2 separate regions of the Rattus norvegicus genome follow, and region 1 is linked to region 2. The links are chromatin contacts, called in public Hi-C maps. All regions are on one chromosome and are shown on one strand. The core of a region is the stretch at or near the end of the contact, and the rest is flanking DNA. Distances in the headings are between cores, read along the strand shown. Region 1 has its middle 100 kb from the start of Spata31a5l1. Region 2 holds the start of Spin1 (spindlin 1).

Evidence for each region. A called contact is a pair of places that touch in the nucleus more often than the background predicts.
Region 1: a contact with region 2 is called in a Hi-C map of the A7r5 cell line, with 5 times the contacts expected there. The contact joins the enhancer-like site here to the promoter of Spin1 in region 2. A contact is called at or near these places in 8 of 12 Hi-C or Micro-C datasets (the A7r5 cell line, Schwann cells, frontal cortex and 4 more) and 1 of 1 datasets of contacts at active chromatin or transcription factors (oligodendrocytes).

The regions. Positions count from the first base shown.
Region 1 is chr17:14,392,059-14,398,504 of GRCr8, forward strand. It overlaps the pseudogene Atp5mc2-ps5. Among named protein-coding and RNA genes, the nearest start is that of Spata31a5l1, 100 kb to the right of the region's middle. Within about 2 kb of position 3,728, at least 1 of the 93 cell types and tissues checked has an H3K27ac peak or open chromatin away from gene starts, as enhancers often do. A contact at or near this core is called in the A7r5 cell line, where this site is marked.
Region 2 is chr17:14,255,309-14,261,593 of GRCr8, forward strand. It overlaps Spin1 (spindlin 1), which reads right to left and starts at 1,754. Exons shown (of 6, transcript NM_001419143.1): 1 at 1,621-1,754.

The DNA of each region.
Region 1 (6,446 bases), core at 2,478-4,977, 140 kb after region 2:
GCTCTAGGGACAGTCAGACACCTCTGCATGGCTTCTTGGTCTCCGGAGGCTCTCCCGGTTCCTTAACATAATTCTTTGCCTTCCACATTCATTGTTGTCCTTGGGTCTCATTCATTACACATGAACTGGTGTTGGCCTCTGCTCTTGGAGCTCTGATGGCCTTGACTGTCCAAAACTTTTGTCCCCTTCTCGGAATATTTTTAAGTTTATTAAATATCATCATCATCATCATCATCATCAACAACAACAACAACAACAACAACAATAACAACATATTTGTGTGCCTGATGTATGTGTGAGTGTGGCTACCATGCACTGTGGTGCATATACAGAGGTCAAAGGACACCATTTAGAAGATGGCTCCTCCTATCTTGTTGAGGGAGTGTCTCCCTTGTTTTTTCTGTATTGCATATTTCATGCTAGCTGACGTTTGAGTTATAGCTGATCTCTCGTCTCTGCTTTCCCATCTCAACCTAGGAGTGCTGGGACGACAGATGAACTCCACATCTGGCTTTTTTTAAATGTGGGTTCTGGGGATTGAAACCAGGTCATCTGGTCTGTGAAGAAAGCCATGTCCTGTGGACTGTCAGACCAGCACTTTCCTGACACTGACATTTCATGTCTGGAATCTGTTTTCCCACAGTGGCCTCCAGCTTGTACCAAGAGGAGGCTTTTACAACACCTTCTGAGCTTCGATTGCAAAGACTTGAGACTATCGCTGCCATTGGACCCCCAGCCTGTGACAGTTATCCCAGATAAGCTGCTCAGTAAACATGATCAGAGATACTGTCCGCCAGCAGAGAGGACTTAAGGGTCTCCTGATAGCATCCATATATCCAGGACTGAATACAAACTCAGCTGTCATAACAGAACTTACGACAATTACAACTGGGAAAAAGAAATCAGCTTCTGATACCAGAAAGAATCAGATACTGGAATTGCCTGGCAGGGATCTTAAAGAAGCCATCATGAAAGTGACAATACATGGTAAATATGGCAGTTAAGAGCACTTGTTGCTTCTGCAGAGGACCTGTATTTCTCAGCACTTATGCAGAGTAGCTCACAAGCACAGGAAACTCCAACTCCAGTGGATATGACGCCCTCTTTTGGCCTCCTTATGCATCTGCATTCTTGTACACACACACACACACACACACACACACACACACAAATACACCTACATGATTTAAAAATAGAATCTTGGGCTGGAGAGATGGCTCAGTGGTTAAGAGCACTGACTGCTCTTCCAGAGGTCCCGAGTTCAAATCCCAGCAACCACGTGGTGGATCATAACCATCTGTAACGGGATCTAATGCCCTCTTCTGGTGTAGCTGAAGACAGCAACAGTGTACTAAAATAAATCAGTAAATCTTTTTAAAAAAAATCTTTTTTTAAGTAAACCCATTATGATTTACAAACAAAGAAACAGGGAGTCTATCAAGAAAACAGCACATATACTAAGTAGCCTAGAGAAATTATAGAGTTGAGGATTAACTTCCAAATAAAAGACTCTCTCTGGATGGGCTCAATAGAAGAATGTATACACCAGGGGAAATCAGAGAAAGCAGTAGAAAATGTGCAAACTGAAAAGCAGAGGAGAAAAAAAAAACTAAAAAAGGAAAAAGTGCATCAAGGACCAATGAGAACACAACAAAAGATCCTATACTCACTTCTTAGGAGTAACAAACAGAAAGGAGAACCTGGCTGGAGACGTGTGCAAAGAGATGGCTGAAAACCATGAACCTGACAAAAATCTCTACATCGACAGTTTAGATCCGCTAAGTGGTCATAAATAGTACAGGTCTAAAGAAAGCCACGGCACGGTATGTTACTATTAAGCTAACTAGGCAGAGGGGGCGGAACATGTCTATAATTTCAGTTCTGTGGGGACTGAAGCTGAAGGATCACAAGTTCCAGGCCAGTTTGGGCTATATGAACACATGAACACACACACACACACACACACACACACACACACACACACACACACACACTTCGTGTGCACACCATAAGAAAATATTCTTGGGGCCTGGAGATAAAGCTCAGTTGGTAACATGCTTGCCTAGCATGCATGAATCCCCCAGTTCAAGCCCGGCATTCATAGACTGACTATGGCGGCACATGCCTGCAATCCCATCCCTTAGGCAGTAGTGGCAAGAGTAGCAGAAGTTCAAAGTCAGTCTGGGTTATATGACACTCTTCCTTTCTTCTTCCTTCCTTCTCTCTCTCTCTCTCTCTCTCTCTCTCTCTCTCTCTCTCTCATTAGATAAGTACACCGTAGCTATCTTCACACACACCAGAAGAGGGCATCAGATCTCATTACAGATGGTTGTGAGCCACCATGTGGTTGCTGGGATTTGAACTCAGGACCTCTGGAAGAGCAGTCAGTACTTTTAACCACTGACTCCAGCTCTGAGACTCCGTCTTAAAATATAAATAAATATAAGGGATGAAGGGAGAAGGAAGGAAAAAGGGAGGTAGATGGACAGAGAGAGGGAGGAAAAATCTACATTTCACACATTATATAACCATAATAGGCCCCAAATGTAAGTGAGAATGGAAACATGGGAGAAAGCATTTGAGTTTAGGCTTAAGAATTCTTAGACCTAGGCCTCAAAGCGTTGCTTCATTGGAAGTTAATGTGTTTTGTTTGCAAAACAACCTGCTAAAGGACAAAAGAGAAGCCACGGACCTGAAGAACGCATTTGCCAACCACTGATCGGGAAAAGCCGTTCTGTTTCTGTAAGCTCGGTATAGCCAGCTGATGGGAAACGGACAACAAGCCTTCACTTTAACTGGTGGCCTTTGCAGATGGTGAGTGGGACAGATGTCCATCATTGATCACTGCCAGGGGACAGTCATCAACCCAGAGAGCAGGTCCGGTGCAGTGGTGCTTGTGACCGAACACTGTTTTCTACAGACAATTAGCTTATTGGGGTACAGCCCATGCGGCACCTGTCTTCATAACTGAAGCCCACAGCCTATCTCAGGTTCACCCTTGTGTTCTCTGATGTTTTGGTGCACACATAAAGCCACAGTCTTATCACGACACCACCACAGGAGAGTGTCACTGCCTTAACTATCTCTTGGCCTACAGCGTTCATCCTTCTTTGGCGACCCTCAAATCCTTGTAAAACACTGACTTTTTTAAAATAGTCTCTGTGGTTTTGCCTTTTCCAAAACGTCATGCAGCGGAACTCAGAGGTACTTAACCTTTTCTGACTGGTTTTCCTCCCCCAACCCCTTACCTGAATACTTTGTTGCTTTTGCAGATTCGTTTTGTTTTGAGACAGACTCTATATAACCCTGGCTGTCCTGGAATTTACTCTCTAGACCCTGTTGGCCTCTAACTCACGCAGCTCCCTCTGCCTCTAAGGCCGGGGCCACCACAGGGCTTAGCTTGTGTCTTTTTGTGGCTGGTTAGCTCATTTCCCTTCACCGCTGAGTAACTGGGCTGACACACCGGACTTTTCATTTTTACTCTCCTTCATCTAGTAATGGACATCTTGGTTGTTTTTCTGTGTGGACAAGGAAGGAAGCTGCTGTGTGTGGATTTTTCTGGAGCCTTTCGATTCCTTTGTTTCATCACCAAGGAGTAGCTGGGTCAAGGATTTAATTTTCTGAGGAACTCCTGATGGTCTCCTCAGGTCGCCACACCTGCTCACATTCGCGCTAGCACTGAATGAGTCAGTGGCTATCTTTGCCAGGGTTTGGTGTCATCGGTGTTTGGGACCTGGGCTATTTTACCAGGGCTTAACTGCCGTCTCGTAGCTGCTTCATGCATTTCTCATACTGTGTGGTTTTTGCTCATCTGTTTGTTTTCCCGACTCTGCGTCTTCTCTGGTGAGGTATATGGTCAGATGGCTTGCTACTATAATCACGGTTTGTTTTAATACGGAGACATTTGCCGAGTTCTTGTGTAGTTCAGATCCAAAGACTATGAGATGGTGCTTTGCAATCCCCCTGCCCTCCCCCCAAATCTCTGACTCATCTTTCATTCTTTAATAGTTTCTTTCTCAGATAAGAAGTCTTTATTTTTAAGAGATGCGTGTGCTTACGTGTGCGTGGCGCACATGCGAAGGCCAGAGGGACCTAGGGTGTCAGTCCTAAGGGGTTTCCCACCTTCCATTTGATGCAGGGTCTGCAACTTTGCTACATAAACAAGACTAACTGGCCCCCAGCTTCCAGGGACCTTCTTGTTTCCGTTCCCCATTTCATCATTTCCGAGATTACAGACACGGGTCCTGGAGGATCCAAACTCGAGTCCTCACACACACAAGGCTTTACCAGAGGAGCCGGCTCCTTGGCCCCAGAAGTCTTTAATGACACCCATTTACCAGTTTTTACGAATCGTATCTTAAAAGTTATTACCAAGTATAAGATCGTTTAGATTTTTTTCCTGTGTTATCTTTTAGACATTTCTTTTAGTTTTGTGCTTTAATTTTTAAGTCTGCGATTCATTTTAATATTAACTGTACCTCAGTGTGGCACAAACTGCCCAGTGACCGTGTCCAGTCCTGTCTGGCGTGCTGCCCCTTTCTTTACTGTGTCGACTTTGCTGCAGCTGGCCGTGTGTACGTGGACAGGCGCTCTCTCTGTACCTTCATTCAGTCATCCATTCCGTGCTGTCTTCGTTACCGGAGCTTCACTGGAAGGCTTGAAGCTGAGTCAGCACTCCGGCTTTGTCCCTAGTCAATTTCGTGTCGGCCACTCTGGTCTTATTTGGTTTTTCCATATAAAATCTTTTCATGAAGAAGTCGACTTCTGGAATCACACTGGATCTTCCAGATCAAGTTGGGAGGAATGTCTTAACCATGTTTTTTTTTTTTTCTTATTAATACAGTATTTATTTGTCTTCTCTTTGTCAAACCCTGAGCCAAGCACTTTCCCCAGACTTCTTGGGGAGGCACAGGAAAAGGAACACACAAGGCAGACGAGACACGGAAGAACCACGGGAGGTGGAGCTGGAGACAGCTGCTTCACATGGTGAAGAGGATGAGGAAGGCCACCATAGGCAAAAGAGCCCCATGGCCTCAAAGAGGTCGAGACCCATGGCCTCAGAGAGGGCGAAGAGAGGAGAAGAGTTGCTGCTTCAGAGAAGAGTTCCTGGCATAGCCAATGATGAGACTCCCCAAAACAGTCCCAATTCCTGCCCCAGAGCCAGCCACCCCAACTATAGCAGCCCCAGGTCCAATGAACTTGGCGGCTTGTGTCGATGTCCCTTGAAATGGCGCTGGTTTGGAAGCTGTGGGCTAGGGATAAGCGAGGTCAGAGGCCGCCAGACCGCCAAGCTGCTGAGGCCCTCATCTGTGGGCATCTGTGGTCGCTTCAACTCCACTGAGGAGAGCGGACAACTCAGCAGCTGAGAGGCGCTCCTTATAGGGGAGCGGGTAGAGACTTGGAGCAGGCAAGGGGTGAGGGGCAAAGGCAGAAGAGCTGCTCCCAGGGTAGAGAGGACAGAGAGGGGGTGGGGTGTCTTAACCAGGTTAAGTCTCATCCATGAACGTGGACTGTCTTTCCTGTGATTTCCTTCAGAGGTTTTTCCCATTCAGATCTTGAATACATCTCTGTCAGTATCTCCCCGTGATGGGGTCGCCATAATACAGAGGCTGCAGGACGCAATAACGCTATGCAGTTTTGAGTACCCCGATACGAGTTGAGTTATGTTGTCTTTTCTTTCTTCTTAAAAGGTCCCTAACACATTCCAAGGACGCTAACTCAAAAATATTAGGCTGTGGCTGTAGCTCAGTGGTAGAGTGCTTGCCCAACACACACGAGCCCTGGGTTCGATTCTCAGTAAAAAATAAAGAGGCGCGGCACTGGGAGCCGGCCCAGTAGTTAAGAGCACCCACTGCTCTTGCAAAAGACATGGGTTTGGTTCCCAACACTTACACGGGGATAACTGCCCATTGTTCCCAGCTCCAGAGAGATCTGATGCCTCTGGCATCCACTGGTGTCTTCGTTCATGTGCACGCGCACACACACACACACACACACACACACACACACTTAAAAATAAAACAATAAAAATTATGCTGTTTTAAAATATTTTAAAAAGAAAACTAGTAAACAAATTATAGACACGCAGGCAAGGCCGAAGGAAACAAAGACGGCTGTTGAAGCACTTGTTTTACACACGGAGAAACTGGGATTTATGAAGACAACAGTCAGCCACTTGTGATTGAAATAACTTTTCTTTCAGCAGAGCCATTGTAACTGTGTTACCCTCAGGCTTCCAGGGTGTTTTCCTCTGGGACGAAAAGTCCTACTGATCAAGTCTGGCGTTCAATTCATCTTCAAAGCGGGCGGGAGGTGATCGTGCTTTTAAAATCACAGCAAATTCGTGAAGGTCAAGGTTCTCTTCGTGTTTTCAAATGAGTCACAGCCTGAAAGGAAAGCACCTCTGACTCCTGTGGATAACGCAAGACACACGGTGATCCCCCTTC
Region 2 (6,285 bases), core at 504-3,003:
AGCTATCCCAGAAAGTCTTAGAAAATGTCCTTTGAACACTAAAAGTGGGCTTGACTAGAGAAATTCAACAGTGAAAAATCTATTTTTAAAAGATCTTAAGCATGGCTCAGCGGTTAACAGTACTCACTGGCTGTTCTTCCAAAGGACCCATGTTTGATTCCCAGCACTCACATTTGTCTGACTCCAGTCCCGGGAGTTCAGAGCCCTCTCCTGGACCCCTTGGGCACCAGGCACAGATGTGGTAACCAGGCAAATACGCAGACAAAACATCCATACACATACACTTCAAAAACCCTAAGTGTATAAAAAGATGGCCCCTCACTGGCTTGTACTCCAGGCTGAAGGATACTGAGTTCAAGGCCAGTCTAGAGTACAGGAGACTTGATACAAATTTAGACTAAAAGCCCTTTTGCTTGATTCATTTCTTAGGCATTTCGGTAGGATTTTAAGCTAATTTCGTTTTACTTATTGGAAGAAACACTACGTTTTAATAAATATAGCAGGCAACGTTAATACACAATTATGAAATCTGATCATGGACATCCTGTAAATCATGATCGCCTATTAACAAATGCTGAGATGGTGAAAAGGAAGGCTAAAGATACACCTCCTCTCTTCTATCTTTCCAAAATTTCACCACCTCAGAAGTGTGCTCAGGATGTGTAGGTAAGAAAACGTCTAAGATCAGGTTTCATTTTCTCTCCCTAACAAAAGCTATGCAGAAGGCAATTACTCTCCATCAATCCTTCCAGGCTGCAGCTTCTTCCAGAAAATTCCAAGGAAAGTTAGTGAGGCATTCGCATTTCGATACGGATACCATCTTCCTCGCTAGTCACACTGAAATCCTTTACAACACTTAAACGTTTCTCTTGTATGGCTTTACGATGTACACGAGAAATAAACAAGCCTTTAAACCAGAAGACTACACACACACACACACACACACACACACAGAGAAAAACCCCAATCCACAGATCATCGAAACCAAATCAATATAAAAACAATTGCGTAAACAAACTTTGAGATGCGCATGCAACGACGTGGATGACTGAAGCCATTTCTCAACCCGACACCCCCTCCTCCCGGAAAGGCCCAGAACGCACCATCCGTGCAGGAAGCCGCTAGGGACCGCGACCCCCGGCGCTACGCAGTATCCGCACCGCACATCTATCCGGCGCATTCAGGGAGGCAAACCCAAGGTCACACAGGCCCGCGCCCGAGCCCCCCAGGCAGGGCGTCACCGCGGTGACCCGCCGCGGGGGTCCCGCCACGCCCCTCCCCCGCCGGGTTACGCAATGCCCCCGCCCCCGCCCCCCGCCCGGCACGGAACAAAGCGCGCGGGAAGCGGCCGCGGGGCTGGGGCAGGGACCCCGCAAGCGCCATGTTGGCGGGGGCGGCGGGGACCGGGCGGGGGCGACGAACAAAGGAACTCGCGCACGCCCGGGCCCCAGCCCGCCGCGCCCCGGCCCCACCGAGCCCGGCCGGCAGGGGGCGCTGAGGGGCGCCGCCCGCGGACAATGCGCCCGGGGCCCCGCGGGCTGTGCTCACCTGGGTACGCGCGCCGCGAGGCCCACTCGCTTTCCCCTCACAGCCCAGCACCCGGCCCCACACGCGTCTCACCTGTCGGCCACCGAGGCTGCCAACGGGGCCGCCGTGGCTCGCTCGTGCTCCCCGCCGGCCCAGCCCGAGCCAGACGGCGCCTCCCCACCCCCGCTCCTCGCCGCGGCCGCCGCCCGCCCCCTAGCCGCCACGGCGCACGCGCACTGCGCCCGCCGAACTGCGACGGCCGCGCCGCCCCGGCGCCCGGCGCCGCCGGACGCACTGCGCAGGCGCGAGTGGGAGGAGGGGCCTTGGGGCGAGGGCGGGGCCTGGCGCTGCTCACCTGGAGGGTGGGGCGCGCGCCCGTAGCTGCCAGGTACGCGCTGGGGAGCCACGGGCGGTACGCGCACCCGGGCCCTCTTAGAAGCGGAACAGGGTCGGGAAGACAAACACGAACGGAGAGTAACGGGCGTTGGCATTTACTCTTCAACGGGAGGACGGTTTCCAGGAACCGTCCTGCCTCTTTGTCCTGGGACCTTACGTCTGTCTCGGGCCTGGCTAGCTGCGGAGATGCATGAGGCTCGGTCACATGACCTTGCGCAGCGCAGGTGCGTTCTCGTCACTGCGGAGCAGCAGCTTTGGGCTGCAGGACGCGAGCCCTTTAAAAATATGGATAGACTCCCCATGCTCCCTTGAAGACACACCGCCTTACTGCACGCCGCACTGCGCAGAGGCCGAGGAACTAGGCTCAGCTTGCAAAGCTCAGGGCCTCCTGCGAACACCTGCCGCAAACACCCGGCCTTGGCCTAGCTGCAGCCGCTATTCTAGATCTCACCCCGGGCTCCTCGCGAGGCTGCAAGCCAGGACTTCCCACGATCGCACGTCAATCCGTGCGACTCTGGTTCCAGTTAAGATGCCTTTTGAGGACGTGTTTGGCTGTGGGCAAGGAGAGAGAGGAAACGTCCGGGATGGTTTGGATTGAGGGGAAGTCAAATGCGGGACCTGAAGGTTCGTCTTGGTCTGCATTCAGCCTGGCGCGCTCTGGTCTCCTACCCTCCTCTAGCCCAGTGTCTGGATCCAGGCGGTCACCGACCTGGTTCCTCGAGTGCCGTAGCACTGCCGCATTGTAATAAGCCTCCTGCCAGTGTGTTGCCAGGTCGAATTACGAGACGTTATTGGAAAGCCCTTTGCGCACTCCAAACCTGCAGCACGGTTGTTAGTTCGCTGAGCTCTTTGAGAGATTTCTCTGGCACCTTTTTTCTTTCAAAGTAAGATTGATATGTGCCTGCTCATATTAAAATGCTTGTCTCAGATGACATTCTTGGCAGGAGCAACATAGTCACAGACCGAAGAGAGGGCGAATTTCAGTAGAGACGCAGCCATCCTAGAGAGAATTGAGAGATGATTAGCTTTTGTTGTTGTGTTTAATGTTTGGTAGTGGAGGCTGACAGGAACAAGGAAGGGCGCGATGGGAAGGAGGCTGGAGTGACAGTACAGAACACTTCTGTTTCCTTGGTGATCCTCCTGGGCTTTTCTGTTCTCTAGAGGAACAGAACTTACAGAATGAATATATATGTACGGAAAGGGTATGTGTTAGAATACCTCACAGGCTGTGGTTCAGTTAATCGAACAATGACTGTCTAACAACAGAAGGTCCAGGGATTCAGTAGTTGTTCAGTCCCCAAAGCCGAATGTCTCGGCTGGTCTTCAGTATACGCTGGAATCTCAAGCAGGTTATAATGATAGTGAAGGAATGGACTTGCTAGTGAGACAGAGAATAAACAGGCAAAGAGCAAAAGCTCCCTTATCCCATGTCATTTAAATAGGCTGCAAGCAAGCTTGCCCCAGATTAAAGGTATGTCTTCCCACTTCAAAAGAGCCACATTACAGGTGACTCTTTCCATCTCAAAAGGTCTGGGTTAAAGGCATTATCTTTTTGCCTCAAAGACCCCAATCAAATGATTTAATTAAGCAGAAATCTATCACTCGTGGGCCCAGTCATTGGGGTTTTAATTCCTGATGTAGGAAAGTTGACACCCAAAAGTAGCCTTCACATCCGCCTAGCTCTTACTGACATGGACCTGGTAACTTGAGCAAGAGAGTGTTGGGTTGTTTTGCTTGAAACAGGGTCTCGCTGTCTAGCCTGCCTAGAATGTGATAGGTTAGCCCAGGCAGGTAAGGTCTTCTGGGTAAGCCTCCTCAATGCCTGGCCACATGATAGGGTTTTAAGGATGACTGCCCTGGGCGCTGTAGGACATTTGGTGTCTTCCGTGGCTTCCACCCACCTGAGGCCACTTGCAGACCCTGCTGACCCATCAGACCCTTCAAACATTACCACACCCCCACCCTAACCCCACTCCTGGTTTAAATTTGCCTCTACTGATGGTTTCCAGCAACCTGTCAAAAATACATGGGCCACATTCTAGAGCTAAGAATGCCTAAACTGGATTCAGGGAGAGTTGGTTGTTTGGTTTTTGTTTTTAGGACAAGGTTTCATCTAGCCCAGGCTGGTCAGAATTTTATATAGCCAAAGACCATCTTGAACACCTTTCTCATCCCCCTGCTTTCCTCCTCCCAAGAGCTGGGATAACCAGCACATCCAAATCGAATGGGACACTGCTGGGCGGTGGTGGGACATGCTATGGATCTCAGTACTCAGAGGTGAAGGCAGGCAGATTTCTGAGTTTGAGGCCAGTCTGGTCTACATTGAGAGACCCTGTCTTAAAAGACAAAACAGGAAAAAAAGTTGGCAGCCAGGGCTTTTTCCACTATCTGCTGGCTTCAAAGACATTTAAAACAAATGTAACAACTAGTGAATCCAAGTGACAGGTTTGTTAATTGTCCCTTCAGGCCTTTCTAACTTTTGTGAATAACTGAAAATCTCGTAATATGACATTACACAAATAGGTTCGTGGTTATTTTGTGAACATTTAGCATCCTTAGCCAGAGGGCCTACATATAATTTCCCTTCCACCACAAACTGATTATGCTGGCTAGTTTTATGTCAGCTCGACACAAGCTAAAGTCTGTCGGCGCCAGCACCGACACAGTACCGAGAATCGGGCGAAAGCCTACGGGATGAAAGAAACACACATACACACACACAGGTTATCGTGTCAAGCCAGGAGAGGAAGAGAGGAAAAGAGAGAGGGAAAGAGAGAGAGAGAGAGAGGGAGGGAAGAAGGAGAGAGAGTGAGAGAGCGGAAGAGAGAGTGAGAGTCTCCTGTAGCTTTATTCACCACTTATATACCCAAGTCTCCAGGTAGAAAATATCTGGGAAGCACAGTGGGAAACCCTGGCTCCTGACTACCTGGCTCTTGACTTAGGTAACAAAAGACCGACTACTACGAGACCTGAATTAATTAGGGAGAAATCCGAGAAGACCAGCCTAAATCTCAAGGATAAAGGCTGAGGAAGCAAAAGGCAGAAGTAAATTGACCACCGACCACCGCCCAGGTGTGGCCCAGGTGTGGCCCAGGTGTGTCGGTTCTACTTGCATCAGCCGGGCTCAGCAGAGGTCATGCAGTGGAGACACCGGGTGTTTACTACTTGGTCTTTTCTTCCTGTGCCGTAAATACATGGGAGAGGCCTCTGTCCAACAATCCCATGACTTTTACTGTGGCCATGCAGTTACAAAGCTGCCAGGCCCAAATCCAATATGGCTCACTACAAAAGTCGTCTGAGAGGAAAGCTCAATTAAGAAGATGACTTCATAAGGATCAAGTTCTAAGCATGAATTTCTGTAGGGCATTTTCTTAATTAGTGATTGATGGGTAAGGGTCCAGTCCTTCCTCCCTTGGGCTGATGGTCTTGGGTTCTATAAGAAAGCAGGCTGAGCAAGCCAGGGTAAGTAAGCCAGTAAGCAGCATCCCTCCATGGCCTCTGCATCAGCTCCTGCCTCCAGGTTCCTGCCCTGCTTGAGTTCCAGTCCTGACTTCCTTGATGATGGACTAGGATATGGAAGTGTAGGCCAAATAAACCCTTTCTTCCCAAAGTTGCTTTTGGTTTTGCTTCATCACAGCAATAGGGACACTGACTAAGACACTGACTAAATACAAATGCCAACATGAAAAGTCTCAGTCCTCAGTCGGTGCTAGAACAAGATCTGCTTTGTCTCCATGTTCCTCGACTCCTTGGGGTGTTTTCCTGCTCAAGGAGGAATACACTTGTGATACAGAAATAAAGAGATAGCTATCAAAGGCATGAGGGGCGGTTAGCCCTAAGTTAGACTACAGTTAATGTGATGTTTGAAACATAACTTTGTATCTTTATCAAATCAGTCCTTGTTATTGTACAATTATTCAGCACAGCCAAAGTGTTCAAGATCCAGTATATTTGCCAAACACACGAGTAACTTGACTTAAGCTCTGTGTTGGTGTTGTAGTTAAGTGTGGCCCAAAGGTTCATTCGTTGGAAGCCTGGTCCGTCTTTGGGTGCTGTTAAATGGTGGGAATCTCAAGGCCCCACCGGATGTTACTGGGCTACTGGGGCCTATGAGATTGCTCAAGGGGTAAGGATGCTTGGAGCCAACCTTGACAACCTGAGTGTGATCTGGGATCCCTGTGGTGAAAAGAAAACCAATTTCTGAGGATCGTCATCTGACCACCACACATGCACTGTGCCACTCACCAACACGAATAAAAAAAAATTAAACGTTATATTGAATATCTTAATAAACTCTAGCTTTGCTTCCTCCTGGCTCCTGTTAATTTTTTTTTTTTCTGCAGTCAAGGATCCTCCCTTATA